Regions from separate parts of the Mus musculus genome. Here region 1 is linked to region 2. Evidence: chromatin contacts called from public Hi-C data. All regions are on one chromosome and are shown on one strand. Each heading gives the region's core, a stretch centred on a gene start, on an enhancer-like site or on the middle of the called end of the contact. The rest is flanking DNA. Distances are from core to core; before and after follow the strand shown. Region 1 overlaps Grin2b (glutamate receptor, ionotropic, NMDA2B (epsilon 2)). Region 2 overlaps Grin2b (glutamate receptor, ionotropic, NMDA2B (epsilon 2)).

Region 1 (4,743 bases), core at 1,664-4,163, 100 kb after region 2:
CTCTGCCCTGTCTTCAACACTGGCCTAAGACGAGAATGCCACCTTGTTGCCAGATGATAAGAAAGGTTTAGCAAGTGGTGGGTAACAACCTCTTCATAACTGAGGAGGCCTCGATGGCCTCATTCTGCTGGCTTCCCACCACATTTTATACACTAGGAAAGAATATTCCGACTTCACAGCATCAGGGATTGTAAGTGACAACCAGGGAGAAACTAGGATCATCTGAACTGCCCTCCCCACCCACACGCCAGATTTCTCCTCAGTAGCAACCAAAGAGTAAACACCCAAACTGAAGGTCATTCTAAAAGTGCTTTCTGAATGTGATACAAAATCTGAAAATTTCAGTGGAAGGCTCCTACCATTCCCTGAAACATACACACCTCTAACTTGCAATGGCAAGCTAGAGGTGCAAGCTGAAAATATAGCCACCTACTTGCCAACTTTTGGAGATGTAACAGATCAATGGGAAGATCTATCCACAGCTCTAGGTCAAACTCCAAAAGCAAATCAAAATGCCAAGTCCAGCTCACAGCTAAGAGCTCGTCTTTCAACCTAAGTGCAAATCCATTAGCAGCCGTGACCCTGCCTGGATTGCCCATTCTGTCATGGCTGCCTTGCTGGTGAACCTTGGCCTATGACAGCACCCTCCTTGTTTACCTAGCTAATTGTGTTGGCGTTCTCCCTTCACCTCTCTCACAGGTCAAGGAACATGATGTCCACACAGTTGAATCAGTGACCTTGGATTTGCTAAAGGTGATAATCAGGGCATAGAGAGGGGAAGGCCCAAATTGCTAAACAGCGCTTTTTAGCCAATGGTTTCAGGAACGGCTACTAAACGCCCTAATGGGTAAGACCCATGATTACTTCCTTCAAAATTGATCCCTATCCCATCTCATAAATCAAATTGCTTGCTTCAATAAAAAAATTCTGGTGACCAAGTTATTTTCCAAAATGACTGTCCCAGGTACTTAGTAATAATGACCTAGTTCTCCTCTCTGTGTGTGTGTGTGTGTGTGTGTATATGTGTGTGTGTATGTGTGTGTGTGTATGTGAAAGAGAGAGAGAGAGAGATTTCAAAGCATGCCTGAGCTCATTCATTCCTCTGAACATTTATCAAAAGAGTCTTTTCTAATTGGCCTTAATGTAATAATAAAGAAGCAGAAAGGGATGCATGGTCTACCTTGTTCTCTCCATCCTCTTTCTCTCTCCATTCTCATCCAGTCTATAACTTTAGGGTCTCAGGTAGCCTACTGTGAAACAGAAGTACCCCGAGGGAAAGAAAGGCCACCATTGTCCAGCCTGCCCTCATTCTTTTCTCCCACCTTTCTCTGTGCCCACCTCCTCCCTCCTACCTTTTGAACACTGACAGCCTCTGTTGTTCTCTGTTCCTCTTCCTGTTGCAGTGATAAGGTACAAAAGCAACTTTAAGGAGGAAGGGTTTATTCTGGTTCACAGTTCAAGGTACAGTCTGCCATAATGGGAAAGTGTAGGTAAGGAGCTGGCCACACAGCCGAGAAACAGAGCACTGTACGCATGCTGCTGCTAAGTTCTTAGGTCATTTAGATAGCTCGGGATGCCTTGAACAGGGATTGATGCCAGCCACAATTAGCATGGAGCTTCTCATATCAATAAACACATTAAAGAAAATCCCTGAAGTGAAGTTGGCAGTTGACCCTAACCATCACACTTTTATAATACCAAACTTTCTGAGAGTATGTAGTGTCCTGGGACCCTGTGAATTTCATTGTCAAGCTGGCACGATTTAGAATCACGCATCTGTTTGGAAGCACACATCTGTATCTATGAGGCTGTTCTCAGAAACATGTAATGGAGCAGAAGAGACATATCCTGAAAGTGGGCAGCACCTTTCCCAAGTGAGAGTCCTGGCCAAATAAGGAGATGCAAGCTGGGTACCAGCATTCAGCTCTTTCTGCTTCCTGACCACAGATAAAACATGGCCGCCACCTCATAACCCTGCTACCATGAGTTCCACATCACAATCAGCTATGCCTTCAAACTCTGAGGTAAGGCAAACCTTGTTTCCTAAGTTGTTTTTAAGGAATTTTGTCACAGCATTGAGAAAAATAATTAAAACAGACCCTGAAATGCCTTGTGTGGGAAAGATGTTTGCACCCCCATTCACGCTGAGTCCGTTTATCGCCCTAGTGTCTCCTAAAGTAGCTGTGAGCCTGCTGGAAAGATTTGAGGACATTGGAAGTCTAAACAGCAGAGCATCTTCCTCGCCACATTCCTCTCACAAAAGGCTTTTTGGTAAAACAGAAATTCCTTAGTGTCACCCAAACCAAACAGATATTAGGTGCAAAGACAGCAAAAGAGGACTCTGATGGTCTCAAGAACCTCCATGGGCACAGACTGCCAGGGACGGGGTTGGAGGATGCATGTAGGCAGAGCATTGAGGAAGTATAAAGACCCACCCAGCTCTGACTACAGGTACTTAAATTAGCATTCTGGGGGAGAAAAGCAGGCAAGGGCTTAAGGAAGCAAGAGAGGAGGGAGGGAGGGAGAGAGAGAGACGCAGAGACACAGAGAGACAGACAGAGACAAAGTGTGAGACAGAGACAGACACAGAGAGAGACAGAGACAGAGAGAGACAGAAAGGGGCAGAGAGACATTCCGAGAGAGACAGAGATACAGACAGAAATAGAGAGACTGAGAGACATGCAGAGAGAGAGAGAGACAGAGAATGAGATAGACACAGAGAAACAGAAACAGAGACAGAGATGGAGAGACCACATCAGAAAAAAAAAGGAAGGAAGGAAAAGCAGCTGCAATGTGTCCTAATTTGGAGAACCCGGCCACATTGCCATGGCAACCCTGAATCGCCACAAGGCAGCCAGGCAGGGCTTTAAACACTGAGTTAAATAGTTTAACTATGAAAAAGAAAGAAACAGATGTAGGGGGCTTTTTAAAAAAATTCCGAAAGAAAGGCCTGGAGCCTGCAAAGGTCCAGAAAGAGACGCTGTCCTGGCCTGGCTGGATTTCAAGAGAGATTTCAAGAGTGGAGCCAAGGGCTCTACTCTGGATCTTCCTTCTCTGATCTGGGCAGGCTGGAGACTCGGTATGTGTCTATAGCTAACCTCTACCTTAAGAAAAATCCCCCTAATGACAGTTGGATGCTAAGCTAGACATTCCTCAGGCATCTGGGCGATGCTCAGAACTACAGCCCAAAGTCAAACCTGTACATCACTCTGAGGCCTTGTTCAGTGAGCCACAGGACACGGTAGTCTCCTAAAGGCAAAGATACTGAGACCACAGAGGGCTAAGCTAGGCAATGGTGTGGCTGCACCTGTAACCTATACATGGCACACTGGCCTATGGGGCCTGTATGCCTACACAGTTCTGGGCTATTGGGGGGGAGGGAGAGGCACATTTCACATGTTTAAAACAAGAAATTAAAAGCCACCCTGAAACCATGCCTCTGTGAGCTTCACCGTGTGGGATGCTTTCAGATGTAGGCAGCGATGACAGCAATTTGGAAAAGAGTTTTCAGAGTGGCTCTGGACCTTTGGAAAATATGAATTAGCATATAAAACTGTTCTTCCATCTGGAACATTAATTACTCAAATTACACACTTAGTGTTCGACATTTTGCTTTACCTGGCAAAAAGGCCCTCGACTCCTTGCCTACTGCAGCCCTTTTGATCTTCTGCTGTTAACAACAAAAGTTCCTCTTCCCTTACCTACCCCATCACATCCTCTTACTCCTCTGGTGGGGCCCAGGATCTCCTGTGGGAGCTGAGGGTGCCATGTGACTGGGCCGTGTGGGATCAAGCCAGACAGCATCGAGTTGGTCATGCCACACAGCCACTCGGTGTCAAAGGAGGGAGTGGTGTGTGTCACAGGTATCCAGGCAACTGGACAAGCTCTGAGATGAGCTTGGGATGGAGATGACACTGGGATGGAGAGTCCATTTTCCTTGTAGCTGGACACCAGTAATGAACCCAGAAGAGCTCCGCTTTTCCCCCAGGCCACGTTCATCATCTCCTTTCTTGTACATCAACTTACATTACACCCCTTGCTCTATCTTCATATCCCCAGCTGCTGTAGCTGACCAGCTACTTCCTCTTTTCTGCTCTACATGAGCATCCACTGAGTACCCACCCCACCAACACTGCCCAGAAGCCTACCATGTCTCTCTCACGGCCAAGACCCAAGGCAAATGACAGAGAACACATGGCAAGCTTCCCTGGGTCCCATGACAAATGAAATCGGGCCTTTCTCACTGTGAGCCCCCTTTTCTGAGCCTCTCCCTGTCCCCTAGGCCAGACCTTTTATTAAGTCTTGTCCCAAACCCTTAACTTCTTCCATCCGGCTCCGGCTCTCCTCCGTGCGACCATTGAGAAGGTTGAATGAACCATCTATTGCATGGGGCCAAGTGCCTGGCAACAAGAAGGGCTTCCATCTCGTCAAGCAATGTGCTAGGCGCCCGGGCATTTGTTTCACTGGCAAGACTGGCATTATCCATCTGATTGGACAGTGCGGAACCCAGTGCTCACAAAGGTTATGTAATATCCGAAGTCAAAACTGGTAGGAACTACTAAATCCAGTTTGATGCTCAAAGCACTGCATTGAATCTCTACCCACTTCTCAGTGGGGCCTCAAATTGCCTCCACAGAAGCATGGTGTTGGCAGAGTGGCCAGAAGGTGACAATTCCAAGGAGTGCTGAAGACCTCTGCAAAGCCCAGATAGTGTCTGCATGGAGCATGTGTATTTATTTGCAG
Region 2 (4,870 bases), core at 79-2,578:
AGAACCAATGAAACTAACTGCTCAAAAGGCAGAGGCAGCAGGGAGAGGTAGAAGGTGGACATCTCACTCTCTGCACTGTGGTACTCACCCACTGCTCCTCACTCTAAATACTATTTTCTCTTTCTTGCATTTCAGTCTACAATTCCATTAAATATAATAACAGCGTAGAAATACAAAGAACATCTTTTTTTTTTTTCAGCACGAAAAAACTTTCATTTTAAAGCCCACTGTGTGCTCCAAAAATTTAGCAATGCATCAATTTCTCATCGGGGCCAGGGCACACATGGTACTGGAAGCTTTAAAGTTCAGTGTCTTTTCTCTGTATATGGGTTGAACTAAAGACTCCTTAAAGCCAACCCATTCCGATGCTTCTGTTGCCAACCATGCTGATAGAAACTCATCTCTCTGCATAAAATAGACCCACAAATGTCAGCTGAAGGAACGGGATGCACGAGAGAATCAGGATTTCTTCTCATGCGATAAATGTTCACAGCTTGTACCCTTTCCAGAATTTGAGGTTCCCAACACCAGCAACAATTACAGTTTTTGGATTGACCTTCAGGAGGGAAGCAAAGGAAGGGATTCTTTCATGAACACCAGGTTTAAAATCCATTTAAAATGTCATTCTACCCTGTTCTGTTCATCTGGGCCACACAAATGACAGCAGAGTGGTTCTAAGCCCCTGGCTGCTGGAATCAACCTCCAAGCCCTGATACACATCGTTTCTGACTGAGCCTGTACCCCTTTCTGGTCCTTCGGAGTTAGAATTTGCGTTAGGTCAGGCCCGGGTTCTGGACAGACTCTCATCAGTTTTCCTGAACTCTTCCATGCAATTGGCAACAAGAAACTGAGGATTCAAAACACAGGGAGGGGAAAACGGCAAAGACAGCAGGCAAGGAAGCCAGCTTGTCAACACTTCCCCGAGGCTGTTGACTCATTACCAGGTGATAACATTTTGAAAGACTCCTCTAGCTGGAAAACTAAGAACGCTAGCTGCTGATCACAGCAAATCTCCCTTGCTTAGTGTACAGTAATGCCACCGCTCCCTCAACCACCAGCACCCCACATTATCCTACTAAGAGTTGTGGGTTGCAAATCCCCCGCCAACTGCCCCTTCCCACTTTGTAGCATACAGTAGGCATCGGCCCATTATCATGACTACGAGGACAGATCTGCTAAAAGCTGATCCCCTAGAGTCCACTCAAAACATCCCAGTATTCCACTTGCCCCTTGCGGGTTAGTTTGGGGACTGGGCAGAACCGGGGAAGGAAACGCTTCCCTAAGGATTGTGCCGCCGCTAGAGGCCGCTCTGAGCCAGATTCTCGCCTAAATCTGCTCTGAAGGGAAATCGCATCAGAGGGAAGAGGCAGCACTGAGTAGCACCGGGAGTCATGGCAACACCATGGCTCCTATTTTTAAACTTGTGGGTGAGTGAGCACACCAAGTGTGCGTGTATGTGCGTGGGGGGAGGGATTGGGGCGCATCTCAGAGGAATATCCTCCCATATGCTTTTGAGTTTTCAGGGGTGAATAATCTGTGTCCAGAAGGTCATCGAATTAAATTGGAACTTGGGATGGAAGAATGTGTTCTTTCCTTAACTTCACTACCTTGGTCTCAATCACAAAAGATCCTTTAGGTCCTAAAGGCACACCTAAATTCCTGATAGCTCCAGCCAGCGTCCTCTTTAATGCTGATCTTTGTTCCTTCCGCGTGCTTTGCCAGCCTCTTGGGTGATTCACTTTGTGTTGCTAGAAGAGTAAGAAGTCTAAGACTGCAAATTAAAGGGATCTTTTTGCGGATGCCCCACTCCTCCTGAGGCCAATCAAAGTGCATGCTGGGTAGCATTTGCATCGTCCAGAACCTTGAACAAGCCTCAGTATAGAAAAAAGGGTGCAGACACCCACTGCCTATGTTATCAATTAAACCAAGTGCAAATGGCATCTAAAATGCAGAAAACTGGCCCAGGTTGGTTCAGCCCGTTTCTTCCCCAGCAGCACTCCCCCACCTCTGTTTCCTTCTGGTCTGCTCTCCGGCAGTGTGTATGCTTTGAACAAGTCCAAACTTATCTAACCTGTCAAAAATGAACGGTGGCCCTGGAGAACATCTGTAAATCAAGACAGAGGTCAAGGTCTTGCTTTTGTCTTAACACATGTCCAACGACAATATTTTCAATGTTCCTCTGACCTTTCTGAGTGCCAACAGACTCTAGAACAGAATGTTTGCCTCCTCCTCTATAGGAGGAATTGCATCGGCCACCTCTATGTAAATGCCAAATGCCGGGACCACGTAGCCATAAAGGCATCTCTTATAGGAGGATTTAATTGAAGACTGTCTGAGAGACCAAGGATTTTTGAAGTAGACAATGCCAGCCAATCAGGAACTGTTGTTTAGAAAAACTGCTCTCTTGGAACCAGTGGAGCATAGGTGGAGGGTATTAAAGGAGCTTGCAGCCGTGCTCAGACGAGTTTGCCACTGCACTTCTTACCTGCTCCCAGAGTCTGTGTCATTTACTCTGTGCCACCTCACCTCCAACCCCAAGGACGGGGAGGGTCAGCAGCCAGTAGTCCAGGGCACAGGCAACACTCTTTCATCACAAGATTCTCAGGTGTGGAGTGATTGGGTATGCTTTTCCATGTATGAGATAAAGAACTTGGGAGCATACAGCCAGAGTAAGAAAGAAACATCATCCTTTCTTGTGTGAAAAGAAAGGGGCCCAGAGCATCATAGCAAAGTGAACCTAGATACAAAGTGGTGTCCCCTGGGATCAATGTAGATGTCTTTAAAACACATTTATTGGATGTTGCCCTCAGGCTCCCTCTGGGTTTCTCATGGTCGAGCAGAGGCTAGTGCACATATGTGTGCAGTGCGTCTTTATTTGTGTATGTATGTATATTTATTTGTATGTGTGTGCACCTGTGTTCATTTGTGTGAGTATATGTTTGTGCATGTGTGGGGGTGTGTTCATTTACTGAGTGTGGGCACATACACACAGAGATCAGAGAATATTCTTGGTTGTCAGCTCTCACCACCTTGCTTGAGGCATAGTCTCTTGTTCCCTGCTATATATGTCAGGATAGCTGGCCTGAGATTTTCCAGGGGTTCCCCTGGGTCCACCTTTTATCCCAACAAAGGAATGCTGGAATTACAGACCCCCACTGCCACTCCCAGCCTTGTGTGAGTTATCGGTACTGCAAGTACTTTACACACCAAACCACCTGCCCAGCCTAAGGAAGAAATTCTTGATTCTGAGCCACTCTGTCCTGCGAGTTAATGCTATGATCTTCACAATCAAAGTCCTTCACATTTGAGTCAGTACTGAGGGAAAGGAAGTGGTCCAAGGTGGGTCGACATCCGGGGGCCCACTGCCTCTGAGATTTGTACAGTGTGGGCTGGAAATGGGATCCCACCTGCAAGTCAAATGTAAATGTAACCCACTCTGTTTGAACTCCATTTTTCTAACCTGAGAAAATACGGAGGCAATAATGCTCTAGGCTATACTCTCCAGATTAAATGATGCTGCACAGAACACTTGGCACATAGTAGTCATTCAATAACCCTTAAAAAAATAATTTTACTAAATTGCTGAAGCTTAGTGTTTTCAAGTCCCAAGCCTCCTTTTTTTTGTTCCTGATTATAGGAAGTCTTTTAATGGAAATTTTATAAAGGTAAGATAGAGCTCTTGGGCTCCTGAAATCAAGGCTAATCAATATAATTTAAGTTTCCATTGATGACTTCACAATGACTATGCTGTTTTGCTACATGGAGATCATTTATACTTCTGGGCAGTGTTTGAGATTTTCCCCAGTAGCCTTCCTGTGGTGCTTCTCAAGGTCTTCTGCTGGGTTTCCCTAATGCTGTCCCATTTCAACAGTCCTTTGTTAATGCTGTCAGCTGCCTACCTGATCCCTGTCACCGTTTGTGTGATTCCTAAGCTGTTGTGTTCTGAAGAGTCACATGAGCAAGTATGTCAGAGACTACTCATTGCCTAACAAAAATATGTTCTTGATGTTCTCCAGTTCACAGAACTTGATTTTTTTTAAACCTGGGCACATTGCTGTCCAGGTTAGAAGCTGAACTTTTCAGTTGTCATTGCAGCTCTTTGTGAGTACAGAATGATTTCTGGCCAATAATGTCTAAGTCGAGTGTGGTATCATTAGGACTCCCCTAAAAAGAAAAACCTTTCCTTTTGAGAAAGCCTTCTGCTTTCTCATATTAACTTTATTGGTTGCTTCTTGAGTTTTGGCTGCCATCTTGGGCAGAATGATGTAGGCCACACCCAGAAGGGAACTAGCAGGAAGTGGGTCCGGGGAGTCACATAGCTCCTGTGCAGCTCCTGAATGCTGTCAAGATTTTGTTTAAATTAGGTTACAGATATTGTTCACAGCTTCCTTTGAAACACAGAAAACTTGACTAGGTTGACTCTGAGTTAAAACAATCCCTATAAACTTGGTTTCAGTGGCGTTAGTTCAGGGTGCTTGTTTTCTTTCCTCGTTGGCTATGCAACAGGAGAGGTTGGTGAGTATGTGACCCCATTGCCGCGAATAGAAAAGCAGGTCTATGTGTGAAGACATGTGACATATGGTGCCAGAGGAATGCAGATGATGGTCCTGTGCAGCCTGTGGAGTCAGTATTTTAACTAATAGTCTACAGCACACTCATGTACAACACACACACACACTATTTTATTTTTTCTCTATATAGGCAATAATAAGTAGAAATTTGTCCCACTATTCAATCTATGTAATAATTAAGTACGTTCTGATAGCCTTCTATTGTGCTATGTTTCCTTAAGCAAAGTACCTGGCAGACTTTTGTTCAAAGAGAAGAAAAGAGAGAGAGAGAAAAACTGTGTTGGGAGTGCCTGGATAAA

Evidence for each region. Hi-C and Micro-C count contacts between places; a contact is called where the count stands out from the background.
Region 1: a Hi-C map of cerebral cortex shows a contact between it and region 2, with 3 times the contacts expected there. The contact joins two enhancer-like sites. A contact is called at or near these places in 9 of 484 Hi-C or Micro-C datasets (adipose-derived mesenchymal stem cells, cerebellum, cerebral cortex and 5 more).

The regions. Positions count from the first base shown.
Region 1 is chr6:136,007,653-136,012,395 of GRCm38.p6, forward strand. All of the region lies in intron 4 of Grin2b (glutamate receptor, ionotropic, NMDA2B (epsilon 2)), which reads right to left. Among named protein-coding and RNA genes, the nearest start is that of Gm14330, 160 kb to the left of the region's middle. Within about 2 kb of position 2,914, at least 49 of the 459 cell types and tissues checked have an H3K27ac peak or open chromatin away from gene starts, as enhancers often do. A contact at or near this core is called in cerebral cortex and cortical neurons, where this site is marked.
Region 2 is chr6:135,906,398-135,911,267 of GRCm38.p6, forward strand. All of the region lies in intron 5 of Grin2b (glutamate receptor, ionotropic, NMDA2B (epsilon 2)), which reads right to left. Among named protein-coding and RNA genes, the nearest start is that of Gm14330, 56 kb to the left of the region's middle. Within about 2 kb of position 1,329, at least 37 of the 459 cell types and tissues checked have an H3K27ac peak or open chromatin away from gene starts, as enhancers often do. A contact at or near this core is called in cerebral cortex and cortical neurons, where this site is marked.